3 separate regions of the Mus musculus genome follow, and regions 2 and 3 are each linked to region 1. The links are chromatin contacts, called in public Hi-C maps. All regions are on one chromosome and are shown on one strand. Each heading gives the region's core, a stretch centred on a gene start, on an enhancer-like site or on the middle of the called end of the contact. The rest is flanking DNA. Distances are from core to core; before and after follow the strand shown. Region 1 has its middle 19 kb from the start of Gm31416. Region 2 overlaps Gm40681 (a long non-coding RNA gene). Region 3 holds the start of Ado (2-aminoethanethiol (cysteamine) dioxygenase).

What was found. A called contact is a pair of places that touch in the nucleus more often than the background predicts.
Region 2: a Hi-C map of pre-B cells shows a contact between it and region 1, with 3 times the contacts expected there. The contact joins two enhancer-like sites. A contact is called at or near these places in 1 of 15 datasets of contacts at CTCF or cohesin (large pre-B cells), 3 of 484 Hi-C or Micro-C datasets (CD8 T cells, olfactory sensory neurons and pre-B cells) and 2 of 115 datasets of contacts at active chromatin or transcription factors (embryonic basal ganglia and fibro-adipogenic progenitors).
Region 3: a Hi-C map of LSK cells shows a contact between it and region 1, with 6 times the contacts expected there. The contact joins the promoter of Ado here to the enhancer-like site in region 1. A contact is called at or near these places in 5 of 39 promoter capture datasets (the C10 cell line, embryonic stem cells, hippocampal neurons and 2 more), 5 of 484 Hi-C or Micro-C datasets (CD8 T cells, LSK cells, Th1 cells and 2 more), 8 of 115 datasets of contacts at active chromatin or transcription factors (the NIH/3T3 cell line, astrocytes, bone marrow-derived macrophages and 4 more) and 3 of 9 other capture datasets (adipose tissue, embryonic stem cells and liver).

The regions. Positions count from the first base shown.
Region 1 is chr10:66,851,192-66,855,315 of GRCm38.p6, forward strand. No RefSeq gene overlaps it. Among named protein-coding and RNA genes, the nearest start is that of Gm31416, 19 kb to the left of the region's middle. Within about 2 kb of position 1,735, at least 144 of the 459 cell types and tissues checked have an H3K27ac peak or open chromatin away from gene starts, as enhancers often do. A contact at or near this core is called in CD8 T cells, LSK cells, the NIH/3T3 cell line and 5 more, where this site is marked.
Region 2 is chr10:67,759,277-67,763,400 of GRCm38.p6, forward strand. All of the region lies in intron 1 of Gm40681 (a long non-coding RNA gene), which reads right to left. Among named protein-coding and RNA genes, the nearest start is that of Gm40681, 17 kb to the right of the region's middle. Within about 2 kb of position 1,350, at least 38 of the 459 cell types and tissues checked have an H3K27ac peak or open chromatin away from gene starts, as enhancers often do. A contact at or near this core is called in pre-B cells, where this site is marked.
Region 3 is chr10:67,546,683-67,550,806 of GRCm38.p6, forward strand. It overlaps Ado (2-aminoethanethiol (cysteamine) dioxygenase), which reads right to left and starts at 2,273. Exons shown (of 1, transcript NM_001005419.2): 1 at 1-2,273. The coding sequence starts at 2,091. The coding sequence ends at 1,321.

The DNA.
Region 1 (4,124 bases), core at 485-2,984:
GAGGTTTGGGGGATTCTTTCTAAAGATTTATTTTATCTTTCATATGTATGTGTGTCTGTATAAGTGACTGCCGTGGGTGGACAGGTGCCTGAGGAGGCCAGACGAGGGCATCAGACCCCCTGGAGCCGGACTTACTGGCTTGTATGAGGTGCTGAATGTGGGTGGCAGGAACCATGCTTGGTCCCTCTGAAAGAGCAGCAAGCGGTTTTAACTGCTAAGGCAACTCCCCAGCCATTGTTTGGGTTTAGTTATTTGCTTGTAGTGAAAGTTTCAATTTTGCAACCAAGAATGAAAGAAGAAGAAGAACATAATTCTGAAGCAGGATCTGCCGCTATATTCATTTTTATGAACTACGCCTAATGGTCATTTGCATTCTGGGGTGAAAGCATGTGCTATGGGGTCTTTCTTTACTTAATATATTTTATTATGCAGAAAAATGAAATTCAAATAAGAAACCACATTCCTTGAAAAAGAGAAAAATGATGGAGACCATGACATCTGACATTCATTCTATGTATGCATGTGTGTGCCTGTATGTGTGTGTGCTGCATGTGTATGTGTGTCCACATGTGTTTTGGGGCTTGCGTGTGCATGCATGCATATGTGTGCACATGCATATGTGCACAGGAGTGCATGTGTGTTCCAGTGTGTGTGTACATGTGTGTACTGCATGTGGTTGGGTGTTTGTACATGTGTATAAATGTTCAAATGTCCAGAGGACAGCCCCCAGTCACTTGTCTGTCAGGAGTCACACTTGTTTTTTACACAGGGTCTCTCCCTGGCCTAAAGCTCAGCCTGGTTTTTGCTATCTCCACGTCCCTAGTACTGAGATTACAAGCATCCATCATGAGATTCCCAGAAGATACCAGTTTCATGGGGATGCGTTGCTTCTAGAGGTCAAGCTCAGGTCATCATGCTTGCAAGGCAAGCACTTGACTAAGCCACTTCCCTATCGCCTGATACTCACTTCTGATGGTAACAGTCAGCTTAGTGTTCAAATAGCATAGAGCGACAAAAAAGAATAGAGCAATTCCCAGTTCCGACTGTAAATACAGACAGTGATAAACAGGTTCTAGCCAGGTTTGTTTAAATCAAGGGCTAGAGGCAAGCAATACTGGTCAAGACCCGGTCCAGGCCACCATCAGCTCAGATGCAGTCTGCCCTGGGAGGTGATCTGATAAGCTCTCAAACTGCGTTAAATCTCGGGGCTGGAGAGATGGCTCAGAGATTACAAGTACTGGCTGCTCTTCCAGAGGTCCCTGGTTCAATTCCCAGCACCCATGTGGCAGTTTATGTTTGTCTGATCCTCCAGTTGCAGGGGACCTCATACAACCAAAAAGTCATGCAAGCAAAACATCAATGCACATGAAAAATAAAATAAAATAAAATAAAATAAAATAAAATAAAATAAAATAAAATAAAGAAGTCATCAAAAGGAATCTTTTTTTTAAACTGTGTTAAATCTCTTTCAGGAAAGCAAACCCCTCCTCTGAGGGGCACCAGGCTCGTAGCTCTTCCCTTTTCCCAGCATGAGACTTCTGGGGAAATTCCAGTTTCTTGAAGACCATTGATTCAACAGTCTGATAGCCAAAGGGGGGACCCCAAGGGCTTCTTTAGCTTGCCTTCATTGCTGCCAGGACAGGCACAAAAGGAGAGTTGCTGTCTACACACCAACCCGTGACCTACTCAAACAGTGAGGAGAAAAATGGAGACAGAAATAGAAACTGCTTCCTCCTGGCACCCCAGCCCAGCTGATGATGTCTTAGTCATTGTCATGTGCGGCTACAGACTAACATCTGAAGACAGAGTCGGAGGAGGTTGTGAAATAAATTATAATATAGTCGGTTGGTTTTTTTCTTTAATCTGCTTTAAATTTTGCACTAAGCAAACCTTAAACAAACAAACAAAAATCTCGAAAGTAGGAAGAGAGGTCACTTTTATTCAAGGAGACAGAGCAGTTAGTTACCAAAAAAAATACCAGCTTTGCTAGGCGTGCATTTTAATTTGCCCTGCATTGCGTTGTTATCACGAACAATCACGAAGCAAATTGTAGGCAGATGCCTCTGGCTGTCCGAAAAGCGTATCAAATGAAAGACAAAGTTTCCTTGGTTCTTAGCAAATGTCATGAGGTTTTTGGGCAACGCTGAAATGCTCAAATGCAATTGAGAATGATAATCAGGTCTGCCAGTAGGGGGCGCGCAAACCAAATTTAGAAAGCGCTTCGAAATGGGCGTTTACGGAAGGAACGGATTAGGGAGCACAGCAAACTAAAGAGCAAAGTCAAATCTTCAGGGTAAAGCTTCTGCCATCTGTGCGAGAGCACAGATCTCAGAAGCTTAGGAGGTGGAAGGGACAGCTGTAGGTAGAATGCAAGACAATCCATCTAACGCCCGTTATTATTTACCCCTTTATTTCTACACCCTATTTTTATTTTGTTCATTTGGTTGGTTTTGCTCTTTACATAATGCTGGGTGTCTGTCTCAAATGCCAGCTAATAAGCACGTTCGTCAGCTAATAAGCACGTTCCTCATTTCTCCCATACATCTGATCTGAGTTTCATGATTCCTAGAACTCTTTAGCCTCTGTCCCCTGACCCTCAGGTTGTAATAACTAATTAACTCATATGCAACTTTACTGTTTTTTTTTTTTTCAAAACAAGGTCTCACGTATTGTGGGATAGCTTCCAAGAGTGACCCCGAATTTCTAATCCTCCTGCCTTCACCTCCAAAGTGTTCCAAGAGTTTGGATTACCTGCTTCACCACAACGCTTGGTGGCGTGGTGCTGGGGATGGAACCCAGGGCTTTTCGCATGCTCAGCAAGCACTCTTTGAGCTACTACACCTGACGCTCTGGCTCTTGCAGAACTTAAAAGACATCCTTTGCTAACCAAATCACTTAAGTTTTACTGGAAGTGAAGCATAATGTTGCACTCTACTAATCAAGTATAGATTGCTTTCCCTTGAGTTAGGCAAAATTCAATCTTGTTTAAAAAAAAAAAAAAAGACAAGAGTCCTTCCTCTGCCTACAATTTACAAATCCATCTATTTTCAACAGAGTCCTTCAAAATTCTGCACCAGCTTTTCTCCCAATAAACAACAGGTCCTCGTCTCCTAAAATAGTTTCGGGCATGAGGGCTGAGTCTGCTTTTGCAGACACTTTTTGCATAGCTGAAAAATCATTTTTGAAGAACCGATGCTCTTTGAAATGTGGCAATAGTTACTCGCCTATTGTCTAGGCACAGAGAAAAGCCCTTTGGAATTGTCTAGGCACAGAGAAAAGCCCTTTGGAATGGCTTGGAAAGCACCCACACACACACACACACCCCAAAAAAACGGTAGGTTCAGATAGTATGTTGGAGTATCCTGACTGGGTAACTTTACAAGAATCCTCCTAACTTGGTGATGATCTTCCTTTATAGAGTGGAATTGCAGTAACTACCTTTCTGGTTGGGGGGGTGGAAAGATGTGTCTACATCTTATAGACACATGCCTGGTAAGTTGTTGTTATTCGTCATGAATGGAAACTAGCTTTTATGCTTAGCATGGACTGAGACCCCACTCCTTACAAAACAAAACAAAGAAAAAAAACCCTCTACTAACACAATCCCGTTGTACAGATGGTCATAGGTCTTCTCTACGAAGAGTTCAGGGCAGTGCCAGTCAGCCATTCCCTCCGTGGAGGATGCAGAGAGCTGTCTGCAGCACCACCCTGTCAGAGAACTGAAAAGCTGCCGTCTAGGTGAAGTAAGAGGTTAGGCCAGGGAGAGTGTGCCCAGCTGGAAATAGACAAAGACTGAAACGATGAAAATGAAAGATCAGAATGAGCCGGCAACAAACCCAGAGACACAGAAGTAGTGAGAAATGGAAGGTTTGGTTTTAATGCTGGTGGGTATCCGCAGAGAACAGAGAAAACAGAACCACGTGATCGTACACTCCGATGCAGGAAGATGCATATGCACATGCTCACACACTCAGAGACGTCTCAGAAAAGACTGTGATCAGAAAACAAAACCCCAATGAAAGAATTTAAGTCAATCTGTTCTTTCGAGAATATACTTGAAACTGACTGTAGTGGCTGGTGGTGAATACCTTTAATCCCAGCACTTGAAAGGCAAAGACAGGCAG
Region 2 (4,124 bases), core at 100-2,599, 910 kb after region 1:
GAGTCAGACTTCCAGTTGACAAGGTGTCAAATGTCGCAATCAATTGTTCTGTGCCGTGGCTTTCCCTTCTGTAAGATGGACACAGTCTGTAACACCAATGCCTTGACTATAGCAGTGAGTGGCAGAGACGCCCAAGGTACACAGAACATGGCCAGCACTAAACAGTCTTCAGGATTGTTTAAGTCACTCTGTAACCAACACAGCCTTCAGACCTCTTTTTCTCTGGCCCACAGAATGGATAGACGTTGATTAGATAATGATTTATTAGGTACAGATTCAGTAGCTTGCTGTAAATGCCATTTCTCAGTGTATTATAGATAACCAGACACCATGCTACCTGAGGCTATAGCACACACTTGCAAATTCAGGAAGTGTGCATGCCTTGCTTTAATGCTAATGCCTCATTACCTAACAGGTAGGAAGGGCTAACTCTTGGTTAAGTATTTTTGAACACATACACACACAGAAAGACAGACAGGCAACACACAGACACACAAACACACAGACACACATATACACATACACATACACATACACATACACATACACATACACATACACATACATATACATATGTGTGTACATATATATATATATATATATATATATATATATATATATATATCATGCATGCACATATACACACACAGAAACACACACACATAGAGACAGAAATACACACGCACATACCCCACACACAGAGAAATATACGTGTGCACACACACACTTTGGCATAACAGCCTTTTTAATTGAGCATCTTCACGAGAAGGAGTTCACAACTGTCTGTTTCTATTAAGATTTTTCTGTTGATTGTTGGCATTTAATTTGACTATAGAATCCAAATCTATTCCTCATCAGGTTTTAAAATCCTCATTCAACTTCTCCATATAGAGAAAACACTAGTCCAAACTTGACAATAATAATAATAATAATAATAATAATAATAATAGCAAGATTCTCAATCATGTTCCATTGTTGTGGAGCCTGCTAGCATGCACACACATATGCTGGCACTTTTGTGGTGTGATTGGAGCCTCTGGTGACTTGGAATGTAAGTTCCTCAGACAATCGTTCAACCATCACGGCTTCAACCCTTTGGATCCTGAAGAGCTTTCCACAGCTCCCACATATTTCTGACTTGACGGCACTCATAGGCAGCAGCCGCCTCTGTTTTTAATTGGCCCTTTGGTGAGGATGAAGCTGGGCAGGATTAACAGTCACAGGCTGGATCCTGAAGGGGGAGATGTGTTTGGAGGATGGGGGTCACAGAAATCGAGCCTCACCTACTACATACAGCAGAAGGCCAGACACAGCCCAGGTCCACACCCAGCCTCTCCTCCTCAGGATGTTGCTCAACATCCCTTGGGGGAAGGGATGGGGGTGGAGGACAGGCAGTGGCTAATTTAACATAATCAACATGTAATAAACTCCATTTTGCTTTTAAAGTAACAAAAAGAGAAGGAAAAAAAATCCCTTAGTGTAGTTTCTAGACTTTTCAGTCGTAGCAGGAAATGGTGCCAGGGGAAGTTGAATTTGCAAGGCCCCACTCAGCTGGAACGCCTCCCACCCCCACCCCCATCTTCTCCAGATTGAAGATCTTCAATTCCAATTTCAGTATCTCTCCTTTCTCTCTCCCCCTCTTCCACCCCTCCCCCTCTTCCTTTCCTGTTTCTCCCTCTCCTTTTTCTTCCCCGTCCCCCTCCCCCCTTTTATTATGATCTTCTTGGAGTTCCAGTAAAAAGTAATAAATCCTCTCTTGGGGCAGGGGAGGGGTGCAGGATCGCATTTTGCTTGTGACCCCTGGTGATATCCTCACCTCTTAAAAAAGGGGGGGGGGTTCATGGGTCCAAGTTAGTCATCTCTGTTCCTTAGCCAGTCGGATGTATTAAGTTGTCATCTTCATAATTCTTATGTCACCAAAAACCTTCCATGGGCTCAGGAGAAGGGAGCTTCTTTCTGAGACCCTTGAGGTCATGGTAATTAAATCCAGTCAAACTCTCTGCCAGGCACAGTGCAAAATGAACTGGACTCCACATCACACAGAGAATCGGGTTTGTTATAAGAGATGTGGGTCCCGTCATGCCTCCTCCTTCCAAGTCCTAGAACACAGCTCCTTACACTATAGATCAAATCACTAAACACGGAGGTCACGAAAAGCCAAGGAAACCGTAAAAGGGAAGGGTTTCTGAACTCACTGACAACCGAAAATTAATTCCGTATCAAACCCACAAGCAAACCAAGGTGCGTCACATGATTTCGCCACAGCACACGGTTCAGAGCCCTGCTCCCAGCACGGCTCCCGGGACACATTAAGGAACACTGCACAGAATATCTCAGCTCAGGTTCAAGTCCACTCTGCTGTTTTAATGTGCATATCATTTTCTATTCTTATAGTAACATTTCCTGGCCAAACAAACAAATAAACCAACCTTAATATTTTCCCACCAGCATAACTTAGAATGTATCAAATCAGCTTGTCTTTGAGTTGTATTATGTGATAACATTTAATTCAGAAAAAAAAGAAAAAACTACTGTTCTAAGTTGCTGGCTGGCTTTAGTTTTGTGAAAACAAGTTTTCAATGAATTTTGGCTTGAGATTAGGGTACAATTGAAAACAATGTCTGAAAGGACCCTGATCATATGTCTGCCACTTTTGTAGTATGAATTTATGCGGGGTGGTATTCTCAGCATTGAAGATTATGAAGTCAAATGACCTATGAACTCTGAAAAACACTGAAGATGCTCTATAGAAATACTCTGCGGTATCAGACATTCAGCCAAGATTTAGTCCTTTATGTAAAAATAGACATACATGTTCACCAAGTTGGTATGCAAATTTGCTTTCATGTTTAATGAGTGGCAAAATTCTATATGTATCAAATAACAGTTTTAAATTAAATTGCTTATTTAGTTAGTAAATAAATTCTGATTATCATGCCCATTTTCTATGCCCATGTACCTGAGTTCATATAAACATTTCTTAAATGGAAGCCTTCTTGGTCTAGAATATTAACTCTGTGGCAGCCACCCAGCCAGATGTTGCCACATGTAGGGAAGAAGGCATAGCTCTGCTCTGGAAGGACTCAAAGTCTGACTAGGGGAAGCAAGTTCCATCTTGCTTCATAACGTCATTCACAAGCTCAGTTCTTCAAGCAACACACAATTCGTTCTCCCACGGATTTCCTTTCAAGCAGAATCAAAATTTATTTAGACACGTTTTGAATATAGATCTTTTACATACGAGTCAATAGAGGGACACTCATGGAGAGGATAAGAAAGGTCCATATGTAGGTATTGGTTTCTCAAGGGAGTTATTCTCCAATGGCTTCGCTGGACAGATCATCTTGGTCCAGCTTCCTTGGGTGTCCCTGAATCAAGGTGTCTCACGAGACTGCAGTCAAGACATTAGCCAAGACTCTCATCCTCCAAGACTAAGATGAGGCTGAAGAGTGTGTTTTGAGATTATGTGAATGCCTCACTCTGTGGGCCTCTCTATAGACAGCCTAACTGTGCTCTTGACATGAGAGGACTGACCCAAGAGAGAAGTAGATGGTGCCCAGCATCAAAGCAACAGGCATTTAAAGCTTGGCCTTCTAAGTAGCATCCTTCATTTTTCAAGCTGCTTGGACCAGGAGGTACTCAAGGAGATGAGAGTGTATGGGAATTCCAGGTGTGAACACCAGGTGTGAATCCCTGAAAGCAGAGATGATCATCTTACAATCTGCCCATTGAACTTGTAGGCAGCATTCCAGCAGAAATGCTCTAGAGGGGCTTTGGCTCAATGGCCACTGGAACAGAGAGAGTCTCTTCAGTAGCTCAGAGAGATTAAGTGAGTTCCAGGACAGCCAGAGCTACACAGAGAAACCCTGTCTTGAAAAACCAAAAATAAAAAAAATTGTACTTGGAAGATGGGTAAAGCTTGCTTTTGGTTCTGAGGAAGAGAGTGGGTACAGAGTGTCATAGAGCATGTAGGTCTGCTCCATAGGACATGCTGGCATAACCTTCATTTTGACGATAGTTATGGTGCATCTTGCTAGCTAATGAAAGACTTGAAGGTACTCTGAGGGGCCCAAAGCAAGTCATTGAGTCCTTAAAACACATGCATGGGTTTGTCTAACGCATTG
Region 3 (4,124 bases), core at 1,023-3,522, 700 kb after region 1:
ATGCTGTGTGCTACACTTGGTTTATGTGGTACTGAGGATTGAGCCCAGGGCTTCTTGCCTGCTTAGCCAGCAGCCTACTTCCAGAGCCCCTCCCAGGGTACTACATGCTCTCTACCTCTTCCTGCAAGAGAAGGCAGTAGTAGGCAGCACTGGCTCTTGTTTAAGGGAGTGCTGGGAGGCTATCTCCCGGCAGCACAGCTGGAACCACACAGCTCCTCTGCAGGCTCCCTCCACAGAGAACGCAAAAAAACAAAAACAAAAAACCAAAACAGAACAAAACCAACAACAACAACAACAACAACAACAACAAACAGTCAAGAGTATCTTTCTCTTCTTTCCTAGGAAGAAGCTGGAAGTAAATACGAGTATGGAATTCAACAGGTGGCCAGGGCCTTTACATTCAGTTATTTGGAAGCATAGCAGATTCCGCTCCTCGGAATCGTCTGGTTAGAAAACACATAATTATTGTATCATCTTTGAAGCACGTCAAGGAAAAAGTCAGCTGAGGATAATAATCGTCTTTGCTTTAAAGGCAAATCCCCAATAGCAACAAAAAAATTTGTTTAAACGACAGATCTTGAGACCCAAGGGAAAGACGAGCTTTAAGGGCCTGACAAGAGAATTCGCGTATGTGACCTTCTTACTAAAGGTTACCTGAGTACACCAGAAGTGGCTACCAAGCCAGGGGAGGAAAGACATCGTCCTCAACACGCACAGTTATGAGGGTGAACCCCAGTGCTAGAAAGATGTCTTTTCAGAACTCCTCACTTTAGATGCTGAGTAGTTTGTGTGTGTGTTTTAACCAAACGAATAACTAAAAAAAAAAAAAAAAAAAAAAAAAAGAAAACAAGAACAATTCAAGGTCATGCACAATCAGTAATAAATTAAACTATTAAGGAGCAATCGTGGGCAGGAGAGAAAACAAATCTGAGTCACCGAAGGGAAGAGGGATTCAAAACTACTTAGTGTATTTTGTAGAGAATGAGAAACAAAAATGGTTTCATTATGGCTTTAGGATGGAAGCGCTTTAGGGTCCCTGCCCGGTTCCCTTAAATCAAAGCCTTGGTGGCACTGAGGATACCAGGAATCAACCTAGCCTTCCGCCCACCCGCCCCCATAACCGTGCCCGGTGGTGGCTGTACTCCAGTGGGCCGTGTTCCCCAAGGTTCCTCAAGATGTGGCGCTGGTCACTCCAGTAAATCCATCGTCCAGGCGAGGGGGCGGAGAGAAGAGCCCTTATGGAAGATAGAGGGCAGCCAGGCCTTTCTTGAGCAGGGCAGGGTACATCTTTGGCCCACAGTTCCCCGGGCGGCAGGAGCTTCAAGGTAGGACCTTGGGGCCTGGATAGGGCTCTCCCTCGCACCAGAAGTCGTCGGCCTGTGGTGTCTCCAGGAGCCACACTTCTCGGGGAAGGTCGCAGGCAGAGCCGGAAGCCTCCTTGGGTCTGATGGGCTCCACTACACGGTAATAGTGGCAGTCCCGGCCGTCCTCCGGGTCGTAGGGTGGGGCCAGGATGTCCAGGAAGGCAGCTGGCCCGTCCACGGCATCAATCTGGTGCAGGTTGTCCCGGTGTGGAGTGAGCACGCAGGGCCCACTGGCCTCGGTGTACTCGGCCCGGGAACGCAGCACGCCCGGTCGCACGGCCTCCCGCTCCAAGGGCTGCAGCGGGGGCTCGAACTGCTGCTCTGGCGGCGGCCGCCGATGCCCGGCCCCCGTGTCCAGCTTGTCCATGCAGCTGATGCGGACCGTGCCGTACAGCACCTTGAGCATACCGTGCATGCCCGGGTGGTCGTGCAGCGGGATGCACGTGCCGCTCTTGAGCAGGAACACGCCCAGGCTGAAGCCCTCCGTCTCGTAGATGTGCATGTAGGTGACCGGCGGGAGGTTGCGGGGCAGCGGCTGCGGCAGCGCCTTGCGCGGCGCGATGTTGAGGTCCTCGGCGCGCACCTGGGTCAGCAGGCTCTTGAGCAGGCTCAGGTTCTCCGGGAAGCCCGGCGCCGGCCCTTCGGAGCCCGTCGAGCTGCCGCGGAAGGTGAGACACGCCTGGCGAGCGATGCGCTGGATCAGGGAGGCCATGTTGTCGCGGGGCATGCTTGGCGCTTCCTGCGCGGCTCGCGGCCGGCCCGTTCCGCCTCTGCGCCGCCCCTTGCGGTCTCCGGCGGCCGCCACGGCTACCCGCGCGGACCCCCGCGCCAGGCGGGAGACCTCCCCGCAACAACCGGCCAGCGGGGCGCGCGGGGCCGCCTTGCACGGTCGCCCGCTTAGCGCGCCAATGGTCGGGCGCTTGCCCGCGCGCGAAGGCGAGTGCGCACGCGCACGGCCGCTACCCGCACTCACGCTCCGGGGCCCAGACAGGCGCTGGCGCGGGCCGTGCCAGGCGCTGCCTCACGCGCGGAGCTCCATTCACGCGGCCCACACCAACGACTACAGCCGGGCGCGGCGGGAGCGCCGCAAGGCACGCTGGGATGTGTAGTCCGAGCCTGCGCTTGCGCGGGGCACGAACGCGTCCTGCGGAGCAGGGGAAACCAGGATTTTTTTAAGAACTTGGCAGAAAGCGAGCAGCGCGTTCGTTTTGCAGAGCCTCAGGGTGTTTACTTGTTTGATAAAACTGAACTATTATTGCAAGAGATATAGCCAGTTAACTACAACTCCCGCCATCCCCGCAGTCGGGGTGACATACTTCCGGCAGCTGGTGGAGGCTTCTCGCCGCTGGGAAAAAAACGGCACAAGAGGGTCGTTAACCTTCTTGTGCCGCTAGGGCCTGCTGGGTCACTCGGGGTCACCTTTGACCCTTGCTCCCTAGGAATGAGGTTTCGGGGTCAACCTTAGCTGCTCGTAGGCCACACTGTGTGCGCCGTGGAGATCTGTGGATGGCGCTTGTCTATTTTTCTGTTTCTTAGGAGGTGAATGGGGTCGGGCGGGTAACCAAAGCGGTCACCCAGCACAGCTGTGCGCAGCTGTTGTTTGCCTCTGGGCCTGATGACGCTGCTCCTTGACTCACTGATAGCGGGAAGCTTTGAGAGGCCATTTGCTACAGCCAAGGGTTCTGTATACTAGTGGTTATCCATCCGTAGGGCGCCCGAGAAACACCAGTTGAGGGGCAAGGGGCGTTTTGTCAGAATAGATTATCGCTGTCATGAGTCTCTAGAGCAATGCAACTATCGGGCTGGTTTATGAAGTTAGGTCACCGCAGAGTGATTATTCTCTGGACTTTTTGCAGACGTAGGTGGTGGCTGGCAAAGGAAGATAGTAGATATTATGAATTTAAATCTTACCCTTGAATTTAAGGTCTTCTTGGACTTTCAGAATTAAACATGGGTTTATAACTGCAGTGGCCCAGGAAATCCTTTTCAGTTAAGAAGGCAGGCTTTTAGTGTGTATGTGTGTGTGGGTTTTGCATCCTAGCCAGTAAGTGTGGTATTCCAGGTACCTTGTTAAATACATTAAATAATGAGTTTTATCTTAGTAATACCCTCACAGAAACTTTTAAGACGTAGGCACTGACTGTATTATTCCCCGCCTGTACACGAGAGATTAATTTGCAGGTGCGCATTTGGAAAAGACGTAAGTGCAACTTAACGAAACACAGTTTGAATTGGTGTAAAAGGAACCAAGGGACACAAGGACGTAGCTTCTGCAGCTTATTGTGGTGCTCACAAGCTGTGGCTTTCTGCACAGCGTACCTTTCCAAGTCCTCAGTTCATTCCTCCAAAGAATGCTGGGTTTGATGCATCCAGACTTCTGAGTCATTGTTTCTCACCCAAAGTCCCTCGGTAGCTTAAAGGGCGATTCTAGACGTTATACCCCAGGGCTTCTGATTCAGTATTGGGGTGAAGGATAGAATTCTGGTTGAGAGGTGCCCACTGAAGTGGTTCGAGGTTCAGCACCCATGTTGGGGGGGGTGTCACTGTGAGATCTGTAAATGGTGAGCCAACCCCATTTACATTCCACAGTAAGAGCAACTATTTGGCTACGTAAATGGATCCTTAAGATTACTTGTGTTTGAGCCGGGCAGTGGTGGCGCACGTCTTTAATCCCAGCACTCGGGAGGCAGAGGCGGGCGGATTTCTGAGTTCGAGGCTTACAGAGTGAGTTCCAGGGATAGCTAGGGCTACACAGAGAAA